2 separate regions of the Mus musculus genome follow, and region 1 is linked to region 2. The links are chromatin contacts, called in public HiChIP or PLAC-seq maps. All regions are on one chromosome and are shown on one strand. Each heading gives the region's core, a stretch centred on a gene start, on an enhancer-like site or on the middle of the called end of the contact. The rest is flanking DNA. Distances are from core to core; before and after follow the strand shown. Region 1 overlaps Arhgef28 (Rho guanine nucleotide exchange factor (GEF) 28). Region 2 has its middle 9.4 kb from the start of Gm33447.

What was found. HiChIP or PLAC-seq counts read pairs in DNA pulled down with a chosen protein or histone mark.
Region 1: a FOXA1 HiChIP or PLAC-seq map of pancreatic cancer cells shows a contact between it and region 2. The contact joins two enhancer-like sites. A contact is called at or near these places in 1 of 115 datasets of contacts at active chromatin or transcription factors (pancreatic cancer cells) and 1 of 9 other capture datasets (embryonic stem cells).

What each region holds. Positions count from the first base shown.
Region 1 is chr13:98,000,707-98,006,844 of GRCm38.p6, forward strand. All of the region lies in intron 9 of Arhgef28 (Rho guanine nucleotide exchange factor (GEF) 28), which reads right to left. Among named protein-coding and RNA genes, the nearest start is that of Gm34388, 110 kb to the left of the region's middle. Within about 2 kb of position 1,670, at least 53 of the 459 cell types and tissues checked have an H3K27ac peak or open chromatin away from gene starts, as enhancers often do. A contact at or near this core is called in pancreatic cancer cells, where this site is marked.
Region 2 is chr13:97,382,224-97,388,894 of GRCm38.p6, forward strand. No RefSeq gene overlaps it. Among named protein-coding and RNA genes, the nearest start is that of Gm33447, 9.4 kb to the left of the region's middle. Within about 2 kb of position 4,573, at least 47 of the 459 cell types and tissues checked have an H3K27ac peak or open chromatin away from gene starts, as enhancers often do. A contact at or near this core is called in pancreatic cancer cells, where this site is marked.

The DNA of each region.
Region 1 (6,138 bases), core at 420-2,919, 620 kb after region 2:
GAGAGACCTGGCATAATTAACTCTACTGGGAATTTATTGTATTGTTTCAATTCTGAGGTGGCCAGCACTTGAAGAAGGACACCGAGGCTGTACTCTGGCTTCTACAGCATGAACACATATACACACACATGGACATATGTGCACACATGCGCATGCACACACACACACACACACACACACACGCACACACACACGCACACGCACACGCACAGCAACATGCAGAGCAAGTTGTAAAAGAAATGCCTAGTTATTACAGCTTGACTGTGAAATGTGCCCTCTGAGCTCTGTATTTGAGCACTTAGTCCTCACCTGGAGCACTCTCCCAGGAGGCCATGGGGCCCAGCTGGCACATACTGACAGGCAGTACAAGTTGTCCCCGTGTGACAGTCATAGCTACAAGTTCCCATCCACACAGACCTAGCCTCTCCTACCAACCTTCCCTCCCATGAATCTCCCACAAGATCTCCCTCCCTTAAACGACATCTGCCGGACTGCTCGCCACAGGCAGCAGAGAAAGTACCAAAGTTACCTCAGAGTATAGCTAGGCATGCACGGCTCGGTGTGAGTGGCTTGGTGCGACCTAGCATGAAGCTAGCCACCTCCAAGACAGCTGCTCCCAGACCTTGTCATCGCTTGTCACCCCAAGGATGACCCACTGTGTCAGTCTCTCCAGTGGGCTAAAGGGCAAGCCTGCTGAGGATCCCTCCCGGGATCCGTATCAAGTAGAAGAGAACTGACTCCACAAAGTTGTCCTCTGATTTAAACGCACACACATATGCATGCACATATACACACACACAAAAACAAACAATCCCATCCTAACTATAGCTTTACACGTTTAAACGTGACCCTGTAATCCCAGCACTTAGGAGGTGGAGTTCGTAAGGCAGAGGATCAGGGGTTCAAGGTCACCCTTGGCTACACAGTGAGGTTAAGGTCAGCCTGGGCTACACGAGGCCCTGTCTCACAAAAAGCAAAACAAAACAGCAACAAACCCCACGGCAGCTGGAACACACCAAACACTGCGTATGCTACATAAAAACCATGTACAAATGCTACTTTAATCGCGGTCACAATAGGATTTCTCTCATGTGATTCAAGAGCAGAAAACCTTCTAAATCTGAGGGATTATAGCTGCGGAGCGGAAAAGACCGATCAGTCAGATATGGCGGCGCTTTCCCAGAACAGCAGGGGTGGCTCAGGATGAGAGGACATGACAAGACAGGGTGGATGTGGGCCAGCTTTTTCCTGGGGTGCCTGCCGGATCAGCAGCTTCTCAGGGGATCCCCAGGTTTCCTTCAGTTATCATCCTCACTACTGGGTAGCTCCACCGGGAAGCCTAACCCACAGGTTCCCATCAGCAGCCCCTTGCTATGCTAGATGCTCTAGCAACAGGCGATTGCAAGGGACATTGTTTTGTTTTGTTTTGTTTGTTCTGGAAAGAGGGCCCTTTGGCACCAAGAGGGATGTGGCAGTGGAGGTGGCTGAAGTGTCTTGCTTCTCTGAAAGGTGCCACAAATCTAGCAGGAAGTGGTTGGCAACACACAGCAGCCTGGATGTCAGGAAGCTGACTTCTGATGAAACCCAGCTGGCCTTCGGGAAGGCCAGGCCCAGTAGCTAAAGGAAAGTGTAGCCTACTTGCCTGGTTATGTAAGAGACACACACCCAGACATAAACAAACCTGTGGCCAGCTTGCTGCAAAGCTGCTGCCTCGAAGGCCCTCACCCACTCCCTGCCTAGTTCTTACCACAAGGGCTAGGCAGGGCTTGCAGTCCAGAAGTTCTTGCCACAGTCTGGCAAATTAGTCTCTTTCCTCCCTCCCTCCCTCCCTTTCTTCCTTCCTTCCTTCCTTCCTTCCTTCCCTCCCTCCCTCCCTCCTTCCTTTTTTAGTTCCTGCAGTGTGCTTTGTCTTACCATAGGACAATACCAGCATAGCAGGATTTATTAAGAATAATTAGCCATAGCACCTCAGGTAAGCCTGGCTTCAGAGTTCAGCATGAAGCAGCCTATGAAACAGTGACCACTATTGTCAACAGTGGCCCTCAGGGGACAGACAGCTCTTGTAGCCTCCACTGGAACCCACAGCAGTGTTTGTCCAGGTCATTCACACGCCCTCGCTACCTCACTCTCTCTTACACCAGTTATATTTGCTTATTATACGTGATCATTTATCATCAGTTAAGAACGTAAGTCCTGTAAGAAAAGTGACTTTGTATGTTTTACTCACTTTGTCCCCAGGGCAGAGAAGTAGGGCGGGCCATAATCAATACACAATCCATAATTGTGGAAATAAGGAATAATTTCACCTCAAGAAAATACACTTGTACAAGGAACAATGAAGAGAACACTCGTTTCCGGGGCTGAAATGTTTTTGTTTTCTGCTTCTGGAAGCTTCTTTGGCTGTGTCTCAGCTGTGTCTTGCTCTGCCCCGACACTTTCTTCTTTCTCCCACCCATTCCAACTTTTTCCCCAATATTCACCATGAACCTGCTAATTGAATAACATGCCAGTCCAGCCCAGGCCTCTGCCTCTCTGACCTTTGCAAGCATCCTCAAGACCAATCCACTGCCATCAACGCCAAGTCTCTGCAGGCCAACAAGCCCGCCTGCCCTCCTGAGTTTTTGCATTTTGCCCTGTGGCATCTACCACACTCCAGAGGGGGAAAAATTAATTTCACTCCTCTGGATCGAGGTAGCTTTCTGGTTGAGTCTGATCAGTAAACAGAGCACGCAGAACAACACAGACCCTGTGTGCTTCCTCTGTACTGTTTAATCCCTTTACTTAAAACATCCAGAGATGGTCATAGTGGCAGAAGGCTGTAGTCCTAGCATTCAAGAGGCTGAGGCAGGAGGATTGTTGAGTGTAAAGCCTGTTTGGGCTACCCAGTGAGATTCTGCCTCAAAAAATGAACAGATAATCAAGTATTTACTCTCTTCTAGAGAAATACAGGAACATCAGGCAAAGTTGCAAATGAAGGAACAGGGAAAGGAAGAAAAAGCATGGAAGTGAGGGAGAAGAAATAAAATATGAGACACAGCAAAAGCACCACCTTCAGCACTCTCGTTCCCATGACAGACGGTGAACCCCATTGCTCTGGCTATATACACAGTGCTTACTGCAAACCAGACCCTCGTGATTCCATTCAGTCATCTGAGCCTAAACAACACGGGCAAGGAAGCCAAGGTGTCGTTCAAGCCCCGCCCCCAAGAGCACATGACCACTGTCAGTCACCTGCTGGCCTATTCTAAGTACTTTATTACTGGGGTCACTGAGTGTTCTATTGTGAAGCAAAGAATATCACGTTTGACTCTGGAATATTCTCTATCAGAGACTGTTCAATTTAGAGGTTGAGGTTTGTTAGATTAAAGTTAAATTAATATTCCTAACATTGGTGAACATTTCACAGTGGGCATTTCAGAGAGGTTCTGAACGCACGCCTGACTTTGCGAAAAAGAAAAACGGTTTAGCAGTAGCGCAATTTTCTTTTTCCTTTTTTCCAAAAAATATAGATATCACACCCATTAGACACTGACACATGCTAGAATATTTCACAGAAATTATTTTAGATATTCAGGCACAGCTCCAATCTGGCATGGCTGATAATTCTGAACTACCTTTTGATTTTCAATCTCTCTCTCTCAATCTCTCTCTCTCTCTCTCTCTCTCTCTCTCTCTCTCTCTCTCTCTCTCTCTCGTTGTGTGTGTGTGTAAAACTCAGTCTAGATGAATTACCTATAACCATATAATCATTTTTTTTTATTATTCTTAGAGGAATGAACTGTCAAAAATAATACCATTTCATTTCTTCTCCACAAATTAAATCCTCTGGAATACAGCACACATCTGAGACAAAGTGAGCATAATTTTATGCTTATGGTGTTACAATGTACAAAGTAGGAAAATCTGACATTTCCATCAGCTTTGTAGCAATAGATTACACTAGACAGATTATAAATGCAACCATAATCAACTTGTAACAAATACACTCTGATTGCAAATTCTTTGTCATGTGCATTAAAAATGAAAGAAAATGGCATTTGAGCAATGTCTGGAATTTTCCCTTTAAGAAGTCTCATCTACATGCTACAGTGTGACTTATTTCTAGGTATGTTTGCCTTCTTCCTGGGCCCCAAGTGTGTAATTTCTCCTAGTAACTGGCTGCCAAGATATGACAGAGTAGGCCTGGCTGAGAAAGCATCCATGAAACAGCAGATGCATAATTTCATTTTGTTTTTTTAATAGCACAACATTCAAAATACCCAGGAGAAAGAGCTAGAAAGCAAAGTCAAGATGCCAACAGATAGCTACATGTCATGACATATAATTGGTTTTTACTTTCAAATTTTTATGACATACAATTTCTAGATTTTCAACATCTTTATATATAAAACAAGAGAGGGGGGAAAGTCCCTTTCTTTTGCAATGTAAATGTTCTCATGCCGAACACTAGTTTATCAGTAAGCTCCCCTTACTGGGGAATGTATGCAGAAATGTATTATCTGGAAATGCTTTCCCTAAGAGTACACAGGGCTGTTTTTAACCATCTGTCATATGGTATCTCCATACCCACATGGGTATTAACATAACCATTTTTCTAGTTAGTTCTTTTATTTTCCGTTTTCTAAATTTCTACTTGACAGTTTTATATACATACATAACACATACTGCCTCCTCTCACTTTCTCCCATCTCCCCAGTACCCATCTACCCCAGCTCGTCCCAACAAATCTCTAGCATGCATTCATACCTACCAGTGTGAGGTAGGCTATGGATGTAGCTTGGCCATAGTGCATTTGCCTAACGTGCACAAAGCCCTGGGTTCTATCCCAGAACTACCAGATAAAGGTGATGGACTACTGTGCCGCAAACCCAGTAGTGACCAAGAACAAACCCTATCGTTGCATGCTAAATTGTTTGCCAATTTAAGGAACCCTTGCCAAGTTCTGGAAGACAGAGCAGGCCCTCACACCTTCAGTGTGAGCCACAAGGAAGTATGCAGCTGCCCTCGAAAGGAGAGTGACCAAGCCCAGAGAACTGTGGCCACTCTCCTCAGCCACTCCTCTTCAAAGCTCCCTCGTGACTTTGCTGCCGTTAGTCTTGGCATGGAAAACCTCACCTCAAGCTCCTCTGAGCTAGACCTGTGGCTACACAGAAAATTATCCAGATTCCAAGACGATCTCCATCCCAGGAATTTTCTGTGGGTTGGATGGAAGCTAGGTCACTTGTAGATCTCTGTCTGTACCAAGAGCAGTCCAGGAAGAGAGAGCAGGAGACCTCTGACCATCATTCCAGTGTCCTCAGAACTTGCCCCACCCCCTGGGAGGATACCTCACTGTCAAGTCCTGTTACCAAGAGCGATGGCTACAGAGAGGAGCCAGTGTAGTCTAGAGGTGAAAGGCCTTTCTCAGACAATCAAATCCTCTTTTCCATACCCAGTTAAATTTGGTTCTGTTACATTAGATCTTCAGCAAAGTCCTTTTTCTGCTGTTTGCAAAACCTAACAGTCATAATTATTGACTGAGAAACCAGCCCAAATCCCTCACCCCACCCCTACCCCAATTCATCACACCTAAAAGGCACTGAGGAAGGGGGAGGGAGACTGGGGGTGCAGAGGGAAAAAAAGCCATCTTTTGAGAGCAACAATGTCCCTCAATTTTTTTCCTAATCCTCTTTCCTAGCTATAGCAGCCCAAAGTGGCCTTTTCCAAAGCACCTGTTTGTGTCTGAGAACGGACTCTCAGTGTGTAATTTGTTTCTGCCCTCGCTTCCACAGAGCAGTCAAGTAGATGCTGTGTTGGTATGGACTCTGGTGTGATTAGGTTCAGTCAACAACCCCTTGCCTCTTGATGCCGTCCATCCTCTAAGGCCTGAAGCAAATGAGCATAAAGGGAACCTTGGCGAGCTGTGGGGGAGGCTAACACACGACCCAAGCTCCAAGAGAGAGCAGAAAGACCTCAAATACAAACTTGGTTGGTTGTCTTCCAAAACCACTGCAAGTAACTCAAAAAGCATAAACAAGTGGGTATAAGGAAGATGCCCCACGTGTCTTCCTCATGGGAACTTGATGAATAATTCAAACCCTTCATATGGAAAGACACTGGTACACAGGCATGTCCAACAAAAATGAACAATGAACTTGT
Region 2 (6,671 bases), core at 3,323-5,822:
ACACTGCATCCTGCACCAAACTCCAGAAGCTCCGGAAGTAACTCAGTGGCTTCAGGAAGTCCCTGAAACCGACCAGATTCTCTAGGTCTTTCCCTCTTCAAGCATAGATAAGTAGTAAGAACTGTAGAAAGACACTTTCAGACAAGCTGAGCTCAGACCAGCTGTCTTGGTTAGTTCTATTGTCAAAAGGATACAAGCTACAGTCTTCTGGGAAGAGAGAATCCAAATGAGAAAATGTCTCCATAAGACTGACCTGTAGGCAAATCTATAATTTTCGTGATTAATGAATGATGTGGGAGTGCCCAGCCACCTGGGCAGGTAGTGTTGGGTTGTGTAAGAAAGCAAACCATGAGGAACAAACCAGAAACCAGTGTTTTTCCATGGTCTTTGTTTCGGTTCCTGCCTCCAGGTTCTTACTCTGAGTTCTTCCTGTGACTTCCCTTCATGATGAACTGTAAGTTGTAAGGTGAAATAAACCCTGTTCTCTTCAAGTTGTTTTTGGTCAGTGGTCTATAACATCAATATAAGACTAACTGTAAACAAGTCCTAAGAATAAAGGTAGAAAGCCCACTCAACTCAGTAGAGAGTTGAGACATCATCTAGCTTCTGGATGCAGCCATACCTGAAGCTAATTCTACCCTGAAATCTGCATCACTGAGTTTTGTTAGCAGGATCTCACTCTGACCTCCCCTTGGCTCTCTAGTCCGGTAGGTTCTTTGGAAAGAATTCAGATGAGCTGGGCTTGCCTTTAATCCCAGCAATCAGAAAGCAGAGGTAGGCAGAGTTCTGAGTTGGAGGCCAGCTTGGTCTACAGGGTGAGCTCTGTGACAGCTAGGACTACAGCTGGTGGGAACTGGTACCAGGGTGATCTTAACTTGGAATGATCTTCATCTCTCTGCCACTTGAGATCTGGGGTTACAGATACAAAGCATTAGGCCTTGTGCTACCAGAAGTTTTAACTGGTACAACTTATCAGCAATGGCTACTTTGATAGTAGTTCTGTGAAGCCTTCTGCATGCCGGAAGGATAGCATGGAGCATTAACAAGATTCCCATTGAGAGTACTGGTCAGAGATGGGGGAAGAGAAACTACAAGGTTCTGCAGAGGACAGAAGGGTAGGAGAATCTGGAGGCTGCCTGGGTGAACTGACTGAAGGATGGCTTTCATATCTCTCTGTTTCTCAGCTGTGCGGTTGCTGGGAAGGGCACTGAGAGTCTCTTGTGTTGGGGGAAGCCAGAGGAGAATGCTAGGCAGCCAGAATTTCAGGAGATTGAAAAAAAACAGTCTGTCAGTGCCTTCTCAGCTTTCCCTTTCCAGTCACTTTGATTTGAATGCTCTATCCAGAGCCACGGAGTGAGGAGTATTTTGGAAAGTAGCTGGGACAGCGGTAATTGCTTGAATGTGGTTTCTAAAGATTTTCCTGGCCACCGGGGGTGGCCTTAAAGCAGTGTTCTGGCAAAAATGTGCCTAGGAGAAACTTGAAAAGGGTGTCAAGGCAGTGAAAAGTACCCACACTGTGGCTTTAGGTCTTGGTCTTCAAGTTGTATGATAGCTAGGATTCAGAGAAGGAATTAGCCGGGAGTTAGGCTGCCCTGCCCATAAATACTGTTCCCATAATTAGATGATGAGAAGAGAATTTTAAAAGCCCCCAATTCAATTTCCTTCATTTAGGATATTCTTATTTAATTAGCCAGGACCCAAAGGGATCAGCCTGAGATACTTTCGAAAGTAAAGGGGACAAAAAAAATTAAAAAAGAAAAGAAAGGAAAAGGAAAAAGAAAAAATGGAAATGGGAAAATGACTGTATTGTCCTGTCATATAAGCTTTGGGGTTCTAGTCCATCAGGACTGTTCTTCAAGACACTTGTCTATTGGTAACCTAGGAGCTCAGGGTCAGCTGTCCAAACTGAGAATCAAATGTGGTGCGCCACAGCTGTGGGAGCCGCTGAAGACTGAGGATGCCCCAAGAGTGGGCAGAGACACATAAAGTGGGCAAGTGCACGTGGAGTGAAGAAGAACCAGGAATGCTCAGCTTCGCTCTGACTCATTTTCTTATACAAGAATATAGCCGGACTTCCTGGATTCACAATAGGGAATGCACACAGGCTCACAAACACACGCAGAGCTGCAGAGAAGGAGGTGGTGCCCCTGGCACGGCTGCGAAGATGAACAGAGGGAAACCTGAGCAGCGGCATCCATGAGGCATAGTTGGAAGAGCCAGACGGAAAGACACTGTTCGCTACGATGACCTCACTGGATGTCATGAGAGGGAGAACTGCTTTAATTGATTCTCTTGGAAAGACCCGCGGTGCTTTATCTGTTTAATATAACAGATGCTTTTAATTGATTTTGGTCATCTTATCTCATTTCCTGAATGATCCAACAGCTGAATGTGAGCAAGCAGAACAGGATGTCACTCCTGAGTAGAGCATCACTCATGTTGTCAGGGAGATGAGATTGCCATTGCCAGAAGGCGAGGCTTAGAGCTTTGAACCACGGTTCTGCTTTGGAAGGACACATGCCTCTCTCTTTCTCTCTCTCTCTCTCTCTCTCTCTCTCTCTCTCTCTCTCTCCCTCTCTCCCTCTCTCTCTGTATATATGCATTTGGTGTGCTTATGTGGGGCCAGAGGATGATTGCGTGAGCTGGTCTCTCCTTCCACTATGTGGATTCTGAGGATTGGATTCCATCTGTCAGGCCTGGTGGCAAAGCATCTTTACCCACTGAGCTGTCTCCTCACCCCCTGGTTTGATATTTTGGAGATAAGGTGTTATAAACCAGGCTCTTTCTTCACCAGCCTGCCTCTCAGCATCTCAGTACCCGCAGCTTACCTTTCCGTGTTGCCAAGGTACCTTTTGCCACTTTATTCTAATGTAAAGTCTTACTGTGCAGCCCTGGAAGACCCGAGACTCCCTATGCAGTCCAGGTTGGCCTTGAAATGAGTGTCGGTCTAACCTCAGCCTCCCAAGTGCCATGAGTACAGTGTTTGCCATCATACTCAGCTCGAGGTCCAGGTTCATAATCCTGATCAACTAGAGAAGAAAGCCATTGTTCCTCCGGCAGGGACTTGTTTAGTCTGGGAGAACCTATTGGCCAGTTTTACCAGTATGCTAATAACAGGAAAGTGAAGAGTAATTCAGCACCATCAGAACAGCCAATCCTTTCTTTGGAACTGGATAATAAATTCCATTATGATCAGCCTGTTCTATTATATCATCTGAACAGGAGGTTCCTGAATAATTAATGTGGCCTTTTTTTTTTTTAATACTATGTTGGTTGCTTAAAAGTGGAGACAGTCCATCTTTTCTCTTGAACTAGAGGGGTGACCATTGTATCCATACAGTTGTATCAACTACAGGAAAGCATTGTTAGGTGAGAGCTGTGGCGTGTTCCAGAGACCACTCATTGCCCATGGCACTTTCAGCCAGGGTCTCCGAAATGAGAAGAGTGAGATTTTCCCTCTTGGTGTCACGTGGACTTCAGACTTCGGCCACTATCAGAGCACGGCCCATGTGCTGTGGCTGCCACGCCCTGACCACGTCTGTGCTCAGGCTCGCTCAGCCTCTGTTGAGGTGCCAGCCTTGGTTCCCAGAGTGGGTGTGTGTGGTATGTGTGTGGTGTGTGTATATGGTATATGTGTGTGTGTGATATGTGTGTGTTAGGCAAAGTGTTTGCTTGTATGTTTATCTCAGAGACACTAAAAAGTCACACCTAAAAACGTAGCAAGGCTGAGTGTCTTGCTTTCCAACAGATGTTTCCAGGGTTGCAAACATGTATCTTGAATATCTTATCACATCAGATCATATTATTTATTACTTACCCTGTCGCCTGTCAACTTGGCTTCTACTCATCTGTGCTTCTGGAATAAACTTAAGGTACTCCCCCATCCCCCATTATCTTTATTTTAGAAGTTCTATATTTGCATCAGACTTTTTATGTTACAGAAGTAAAATTACAACCCAGGGTTAACCACTGTAAACATGGTTATGTTGGTAGAGACAGAGGAGAGGGGGAGAGTTGTAAGAGAGAGAGAGAGAGAGAGAGAGAGAGAGAGAGTAGTATATAAGTGGACCAAAACCTAAATATGTAAATCATAACTAAGAAAATTTTAGGACAAAAAAGTGAAAGACCTTTTTTTTAATATATGTATTTTATTTTATTTTATTGTCTCCATTTTGGTACCTTTTGCTCACTGCAAAAGTGTAACTTAATTGACCAAAATTTTAAGACCTTGAGACAGGAAGAGATTCCTTAAGTAAATCATGTAAGATATGTAGTACAAAGGAAAACATTTACACATGTGAGTATCAGAAGCCTGCAGATGCCAAGTGCTCCCCAGCACCCAGGAAGTAGAACTCCTAGACCCGTGGTTCTCAACCTGTGGATTGTGACCCCTTTGAGGGTAGAACAACTCTTCTATGGGAGTCAAGTATCAGATACTCTGCATATCAAATATTTACATTATGACTCACAACAGTAGCAGAGTTACAGTCACGAGGTACAGGAAATAACTTTGTGGGTGATGGCCACTGCAGCATGAGGGACTAACTGCATCAAAGTGACAGTGCTGAGCCTCTCCACCTGCTTACCCCCCTTCCAAGCTGTCCTTGTTTGCAGACTCTCACAGATGCTCTCTACACTCTGTGAAGACAGAGCTGTAGAAATGCCCAACACTGGTTGCAAAGAGCCGAGGTATAGCTAGTTACATCTCCATGTGATAGACTCTTACAGGGTTTTGAGAATGACTTCACCTTTTGTTTTTAATTATGTGTATACGTGGGTTTGGAGTGTGGGTGCATGCATGTGAGTGCAGTGCAGAAGAGGCTGCCAGGCCCCCTTCCTCCTCCCCACCCCTCCAGCTCTGTCTGCTTATGTGGTGCTGAGGCTGCTATGGTTTCGATGCCTCCAGCATCCCCCCAGCTTCTGGTTTTTGCAGTTTTAACTAGTTTTTACTTTTGTGGGGCCGAAGATAAAAGCAAGGGCCTCCTGCATGCCAGGCAACCATTTTTCCTCAGAGTTATGCCCCTATCCCTGCTTTGTGCAATTTAAACGTGCTCAAAAATCTCAAAAACAAATAAGTAATGTTTTCTATCTTGTACAAAATTACACGAAGGGGTTGGAGAGGTGGCTCAGTGGGTAAGAGGACCAGGGTTTAATTTCTAGCAACTACATTGACAACTCAACCTGTAAGTCCCAGTTCCAGGGGATCCGATGCCTTCTTCTGGCTCTGTGGCTTTATATGTGTATATGTATATAGCGCACATGCCTATGTACAGGCAAAACACCTATATGAAATACAGATACAAATGCTTCCACCCACAGTCAAGTCTTGCTGGAATATGACTCTTCTCAGTGAACATATTGAACTAGGACTTCTGTGTGGTCTTGGTGAGCACTGGAGTTTGGGGACCAGGGAGATGACATTGATGTACAGTGTTAGAGTCAGTGGCTTCTGATGGTTCTTAATTGAGTGGTTCTCTACCCGGCTGCACACTAAGGTCACACCAGTGGCACTTGAGACATCAGAGCCCTAGTCCCACCCTAACAGCTCTCCTAACTTGTTGGGGTGGAGGATTACATATCGAAAAACAAACAAACCGCCCCGGAGGTGTTACTATTGCTGTACATGTGAGTGAACAGGAAAGTAATGGGTTAGATAGAAACCAAAGGCAAACAAGAGTGATGCCAGCTATAGTTTGAAGAAGATTTGACCTCCAGCTTTTAGAGACAGTCTCTGGGATGCAGGTGAAGAAAAGCAGCCTGGGTTGGACTGAGAAGATTTATCTGGGATTTAGCAATGCCTGGTTCTCTGGTCTTCAGCATCTGACATCCTCTCTTGGCTTGTCTTCTTCTAATGTAAAATATCCACAGACCTGCTTTCTGGAGCTATTCCATAATGGTGGAATAGGGTACAGCCTTATTTCTGGACACACTGTAGCAGAGATTTTGCTCCAAATATTGTTTAACTGAGCCAGGAAGAAAAACAACGGGGCTAAGACTGGCTTGTCTTGACCTTTGTCATGAATTCCCGGTGTTTATGGCCCTGGGTACCTAGGACCCATGTAAAAGTAGAACTTACAAAAGCCTAAGAACCAGGTCTCCAACTATTTTCTCTTCCCCTCCCCAACAGCATAATTTAAAATATTGAGTGAACAGAACTTACAGTAATGTTTAATTTTATGATTTCAGAATATTTCTAAATTTTTATTATTATTCTTGTGTATATTAGTGTGTGTGTGCACTTGCTTGTGTACTTGTGTGCCTATGTTCAGGTGTTCTTAGCAGACTGTGCACGTAGAGGTCAGGGGATGAGTTTCAGGACTCAGTTCTCACATTCCACTGTGGGATCGGGGCATTGAACTCAGGTCGCCAGGTTTGAGCAGCAAGCCCTTTTTACTGGCTGAACCGCTTCATTGGTCCTCACTTCAAATCGTTTCAAACTCCTTTCAGCTAAATTTGCAGAACAGCACCAACCAAATGATCGGCTTCCTGAAGCCAGGAGTCATAAACGGTAACATGAAGTATGGGCAAAATCATGATAGTGCTAACATGGCCTTGATTTCCCGTTTGGGGTTTGGTAAATTGCATGCTTTACCTTGCGTTAGAGTTAATTTCTATATGTATCGTAATGTTTTCCTGAGTTTGCTGAAAAGATATGTAACAGTGCAGACTTT